2 separate regions of the Zea mays genome follow, and region 1 is linked to region 2. Evidence: chromatin contacts called from public Hi-C data. All regions are on one chromosome and are shown on one strand. The core of a region is the stretch at or near the end of the contact, and the rest is flanking DNA. Distances in the headings are between cores, read along the strand shown. Region 1 holds the start of LOC103647175 (SNF1-related protein kinase catalytic subunit alpha KIN10-like). Region 2 holds the start of LOC100193953.

Evidence for each region. A called contact is a pair of places that touch in the nucleus more often than the background predicts.
Region 1: a contact with region 2 is called in a Hi-C map of ear, with 1.8 times the contacts expected there. The contact joins the promoter of LOC103647175 here to the promoter of LOC100193953 in region 2. A contact is called at or near these places in 2 of 25 Hi-C or Micro-C datasets (ear and endosperm).

The regions. Positions count from the first base shown.
Region 1 is chr2:158,504,272-158,507,811 of Zm-B73-REFERENCE-NAM-5.0, reverse strand. LOC103647175 (SNF1-related protein kinase catalytic subunit alpha KIN10-like) reads right to left here and starts at 1,660. Exons shown (of 11, transcript NM_001301590.2): 1 at 1,368-1,660; 2 at 726-907; 3 at 1-76. The coding sequence starts at 900.
Region 2 is chr2:158,217,879-158,221,176 of Zm-B73-REFERENCE-NAM-5.0, reverse strand. It overlaps LOC100193953, which reads left to right and starts at 1,693. Exons shown (of 8, transcript NM_001359358.1): 1 at 1,693-1,885; 2 at 2,523-2,655; 3 at 3,211-3,298. The coding sequence starts at 1,799.

The DNA.
Region 1 (3,540 bases), core at 411-2,910, 290 kb before region 2:
GGTGTGTCTATAACCTCATAGAGGCGGATAATATGTGGATGCATAAATAACCTCAATATCTTAATCTCTCTTTTAACTGCAAAATGATTTAAAAAAGCAGAAGATCAGACAACATGTTCAAACAATCACCAAGCAACTAGATGGTAATAGCAAATATAGAAGACAAGTGAAAATCATTGCAATGGGTGAGTAGCTAAAGGTTTCTAATTACTGGTCCCAACTAACATTACAAAGAAATGTGCAATCTTGTCCTTCCAGATGAACAGCAAGAAAACAGTGGCCCACTTGCTTGTATCTGTTGCAATTGTGCACATAAAGTGTCATGCCATATAATATGGCTAGGGTGGTCATGGGCTCTAAATTTTACACTATAAAATTTAAGGATAAGATCGGATTAGGATTGGACTCTTATCTCTATTCATTTTTTATCTAATCTAAAATTAATTAAGGGCTCAAATGAATTGTGAAGAAACATTTGGATCGTGGTCCATTACCACCCCTAACCCTAAGTATGCCACGAGAGAAATTCAATCACTATAACAGCGGTATAGAAGCTTAACACATACCACTATAGCAGATAATAGCATATTCCTCAAAAATTAATTACTCTATGGATAAAAGTGAAATCACCATGGAAAATGTTTGTGTATATTCAATACAAAACTCTATATTCAATCAGTAAGCTTAGCAGGGCAACACGAGTATCCATTAGATGAGACACCAACCTTTCTCTTCCATCTCCATGCCTCTGATTTTACGGCGGTTGAGAATCTTGATTGCCACCTTGTGTCCAGTGCTGATATGCTCCGCAATTTTCACCTTCCCGAATGAGCCAATTCCGAGAGTCTTGCCAATCCGATAATTCCTCAACGGGTTGCCATCCTTGCCTGCCCCCTCCATCCTCTGCCTAAGTTCCAAACAAACCGAGATATGATTAAGGAAACGCGAAGGAAACCACTGAAATTCACATGCATATCACACCAGGCGCAATGAAAGCTCGCGGTTCCATTTGAGCAGGCCAGATCCAGCTGGTTCGTCCATCTGAGATTGTGTCCGCACTTCCAATTGGTAATAGGGAATTCTAATTCTAAGTAAAAACGAACATCTCCACCGAAATTAACTCCACTTTCCCACGCCCCCCACCCGATTGACGTCTAGAAATAGGATAACCCCTGAACAACCAGGACGCAATCAAACGCTCGAGAGCTCACGGATCTGTGTGGTAGCTACACACCGCATCTCGCACGCTTCCAGATCGAAACAGGTAGCACCAATGGCCCGAAATCCAAGCGCATCGCCGAATCTCCAGATCGGGGAGGAGTAGGAGGTGGATAAATGGGAGGGCGACGATGAGGTGGAGCCCCTACCTGGCCGCTGGAGGGGAGGCAGTCGCGGCTAGTCGGGAGGATCGCGGCGGAGATGCGGCGGAGATGCGAGAGGGGTGCGAAGCGAGGCGTCACGGGTCGGGGCGGAGCCGCGGAGGGGGGGAAGGGGGAGGTCGGAGGAGAAAGGAGGGGAGGAGATTCGATTCCGGCAGCGGGGTCCAGGGCCGAAAGCGACCACCGCGACGGGAGGCCTCGGGCGTCCGTGGCGCGCGGAGATGCGTGTGCTTCCCCGTGCGGGCGGCTCGCTGGTGCGGTGGGGCCGCGGGGTCGGCCGCAACGGGAGGAGTCGATCGATATGTCGTTTTGCGGGGTCGATGCGACGGCACGGGTTTCTCGCGCGCTACCGTTACTGTGGCGGCGCGTTCCTGTTGCGATTTGGCCAGTTTCGTCGCGGTCGTTGATTTTAGCTACAAATACGAGCACAATATCGCCGACTAAAATTCAGTCTCTACACATCAAATATTTGCATGATAATCATGGGATATTAAACGTTAGCCGTCTACTACTGCTATTATGCTCAGAGGAGGAAGATAGCGTGGGGAAGAAGAAAAAGATACGAAGAATAACCGAATAACATGTGTCTTTACCTTGCCGTCATCAGCGTTAGCCGTCATCTACGTAGTTAAACCCTCTCTTCTCTCTTACGCAGGCTTTACATGGATCATATGTCTTACTGGGCCTAAATACACGACGGCCCAAGCCAGCTTTCTGTTGCAGCTCCTCGTTCGTTTTCCCACCTACTTGTTGCTTTCCTTCGTGTTCAACTACGTAGAACCCTTTGCTACTGACATTAAATATAATCTAATTGTAAAAATAATTATAAAAATAAAGACTGAAATATTAGACAAATTTATTAAATCTAATAAAGTCTATATTTAATACTCAAAATTGATATTCAAATGTTTAATTTGACACGAACTAAACTTGAGTTAGATAGCAGCAACCACTTTCGAAGGCTTAAAATATTCGTTATAGGCGTCCGGATATACAACGGAACAGAACCCAACGTCATTTTAACGGAGTTTAAATTAGAAGACAAAACATCAGTACCGATTCAGTATCATTTGAAATTGATCACCACAGGTTTACTATACAATAAGATTGAAGTATTTAATTTTAGTTTTGGTTGTATGGTCTGTTGTAAATTGATGTCTTTAATTTCGATGTCTTTAATATGGGTTGGTGGCTCTACACGACACTAAGAGGATGTTTGGTTTTCTGACTAAAGTTTAATTCGTGTCACGTAATGCAAGCTTAGTTAAGTTTACTAAATTCGTTTTGCATGCTTAGTCTTCATCTATGTTATTTGTTTTATAATTAGACTATATTTATTACTCATAACTGTCATTCAAACTAAATTTAAATTGAGCGAAACCAAACACTCCTTAAGGCCTTGTTCGGTTATATAGAGATTAGAGATAACAATGGAGACCTGATCACCGATTCCCCGCGGAGAATTCCTCTATTAGGGACGGGTATAGGCTATCTCTAGTACATCGTATATATGATTGCTCAAACACAGTTTCCCACTATTTACATAGTTAAGTTTAAAATATAAAATATGATATAAGATAAGATAGGAAGTTTAAAATAGCAAATATGAACTCTTCACATAGTTAAGTTTAAAATAGAAAATATGATAGAAGATAAGATATGAAGTTTAAAATAGAAAATATGATAGAAGATAAGGTAAGCTACGGACTAAGAGTTGTCTAGACTTAGACTTCTTTTTATATTCTTTTTAATATAATGATACATAGTTGTCGGGTATGATAAATAGGGGTACCTAGATTACGCACCTAAAACACGCTTAAAATCCTAAGAACTCCGTCAAGATACATCCTCCGAGCGCAAGGAACCGAAACTCCACCTCGCCCGAGGTCCCCCTCAGGGGGTCTTACCGAAACTCTGCCTCGCCCAAGGTCTCCCTCAGGGGCCTTCCTAAAACTCCGCCTCGCCTGAGACCTGTCTTGGGCAGGACGAAAGCTCAGGAGAATCTCCGTCCCGGCTGAGGCTCCCTCACCCCAGGACGGCTATGTCCGTCTCGTCCGAGCCTACCTCAGGCGGTAAAGACAAAGCTTGCCCGAGGGCCGTTGGGAGACAACCGCATTCAATGTGTGCACCTACGTCACGTCGGCTGCAGGTGAATCTTTCA
Region 2 (3,298 bases), core at 444-2,943:
TACATAAAACATGCTCATAATCCTAGGTTTACTGTTGTTTGTAGACAAACAACCACTAGAGATTTTGTAAAGTTTTATAATGAAAGTCGTACTTCACTAATAGATGTATTGAAATCTAGTGTTTCATGTGTTGCTCTTACTTCTGATATTTGGTCTGGAAATGCTAAGGAAGATTATATTAGTGTGGTTGCTCATTATGTTAATGTTGATTGGGTTTTGGAAAAGAGGGTAATTGGTATGAGGTTGATTGATGTTTCATAATGGGGCTAATATTGCAGATCGTGTTAAAGCTGTTATTGCTGATTTTGGATTGTCTGATAAGGTATTTTCCATCACTTTGGACAATGCATCAGCTAATACAACTGCAATCTTTTTCCCTTCTGACCAAAGGGTTTTTTAATGAGGCAGTCATTGCACAGCTCTAATAATATTAAGTTTGTTTTGGTCAAAAATTGTTTGTCTTCTATTTTGTTGGTTTGCTGATCATATTTGATTGTATGTTTCCAATTTTAGGCTTTTGTGTATTTCGGGCTCGATTCTGTATTCTGGGCTCAATTATGTATTCTGGGCTCGGTTTTGTTTTTCGGGCCCAAATGTGTATTTCGGGCCAATTTTGTATTTCGAGCCTTTACTATTTTTGGGCCGCCTGTTTAAAGCCCGACACGTTTAGCTGAATACGGGCCGGGCCGTGGGCCGAGGGGTCGGCCCGTGGGCTGGCACAGCACGACCTGAATTTAATACTGGGCTGGGCCGGCCCGAAATTAAACGTGCTGGGCCTTTTCGGGCTTGGGCCAGGCCGGGCCGGACGACCCGAATGTACACCTATACATGGGCGGGCACGAGCACGACCCGTTTAAAGCAGGCACGAAATGGCCCATATAGAGGCACAAAATGCCCATATTTATTAAAATCATACTTCATTCCACACTTTTATGTATTTGATAAAGAACACAAAGCTAGAGATAATGTTAGTTAGATGTTTTTTGTAGCTTTGAATTAGAGTATGTGATATAATTTTATTTTTGTTATGAACATTAGATAATGAACTGAACTTGCGAACTTTATATAGAGCTGATTATACTCTTTTTCTTTTTAACAAAATGATTTGTAAACGAGGTAGTCATTGCATAACTCTGGTAACTTAATACAAATATTAAGTTTGCTTTTGTCAAATTTATTTGTCTTATCTTTTATTTGTTTTATTAAATTTGTTTTGAATTTCGGGCTTTGATGTGAATTTCGGGCTTTTATAATTTCGGACCGCCCGAAATGAGCCCGGCACGTTTAAGCAATTACGGGCCGAGCCGTGGGCTAGCCTGGAATTCAAACAATATGGGCCTTTTCAAGTTTGGACCGGGCCGGGCGGCCCAAATGTACACCTATACTTGCAGTTGCCCATGGTCAAACACAGAGTTAAGAGATCAAATTTACATATGTAGGTGACAATTGATTATAAATTCTCTAGAGTAAGACTATTGTTGATAATAAATGTTAGATTAATTCATACTACTATAATTTTGATTTTACATATATTTTACATGTGTGGTTAAATATCATGAAATTTTATATATGCCCATTGCATGATAGAGGTACTGTTGTCGGACCCACCTGTCAGTCAACCTCTAGCCTGTAACCCGTTCCCCAACCTCTCGCGTTCGTGTCCATCTTCGAATTCGAGCTCCTCCATCTTCCTTCACCCTCCTCTCTCTCGCTGTTTGAGGAGAACTACCTGCTCCTGCTCCCTCTTCCGCTCCTCCGCGCTCCCGCTCGCCATCCCCAGGCTTCATTTCGGACGGGGATGGACGACTACGCCCGGGAGATGATGGAGCTGAAGACGCTCGTCACCCGCACCCTCGAGAAGAAGGGCGTTCTCGCCAAGATTAGGGTTCGTACTTACCACTTCTTTCCTTCATTTCCACATCCCTTCATTGATCCGGTGCCTCACCCACACCCCAGGATCTAGCTTTTCCCGCCCTCCCGTTTGGGGATCTACACCTTCGCTTCCGCAATTTCCTTCCCCAAATGCGCGCATATGTTTTCCCCCAATTTCTAATGTGCACATTCTGAGCGCCTTGGCTGTTGGGTAGGTTCTTGTTTAGGAATATGGAAGAATGCTCACGCATTGCTCAAGAAAAGTTTTTTCACCACGTTCGTCCAGTTTGTTGTTCTAGTCGCCATTACCAATTCGTGTGCTCATTTTGGTAAAACTCGTTTGGAGCATATGAGATTGCTCTCACATTGCTGAAGCAAAGACTTACCTCGTATTATTTTGTTGGTCTAGTTGTCATCACCAATTGGTGTGCTCATTCTTGGCACAGTAGGAGCAAACACGTCTGCGTTACTGGAAATTTCGTGTTGTGTTGTGACTACTGTACTTACACTTCTTAGTGCTCTCTTGTGTGTGTGTTGTGGGGCGGGGGCTGTAAAAGATTGTGTGTAACATGGATAAATACATAGTTATAATGGCCACATACTTCTGCTTCCGCCACCTTTCTTGATGATGTTTCTGGCTGCATGACTAGGCTGAGCTAAGAGCAAGCGTGTTTGAAGCCATTGAAGAGGAGGATCGGGTGATGGAGAATGATGATGGCGGTAATCCTGCTTTGCTTGGTAGCTGTAATGACCGGGCTAAGCAACTGCATGCTTCACCTTCAGGTTTGCCTTTCGAATGTGCTGACTAATCGGTTGTTTCAAATATGCCCGCAGAAGCCAAAGCTTGTCTCTGGTTCGCTATCAAAACAAAAGAGAGGGAGAGAGAAAGCTTGTCTCTAATGCTGGCTATGCATATACACACATATATTGACCTATAAAAATTTATACTACAGTTCTGAAATATTCCAGAAGGACAAAGGTTGATATTCTACTGCATGATAATCTTTTCATCGCTGGAAATTCTGACATGTTTGAGCAAGCAATTTAGGACTAAACCTGAAAGATACTCATTTTTTTTCTCCTGATTGATGACTAGCATGAGTCTTTTGATTTGAATGCTTCTGTACCAGTGACAACTCAAAGAAGCATTCCCTTAATGTATTTAGTTGTTAATGTTTAATTGTCTATGTTGTTTTTAAGTCCCATCAAGGATATCTCAAATGTTTAGGGTTGTTATGCTGACCTTAAATGATTTTCAGTACTAAGTTTACCAATGTGTTTTGCAAGCTGCACATAACATGGAATATTTTTACATTCTAGGATTTCTGTTGCTTGCAGGTAGGTTACTAACTGCACTTGTTTGCGAATACTTGGAGTGGGCGCAATTAAGTCACACAATGAAAGTTTACTTGCCAGAGTGTAACCT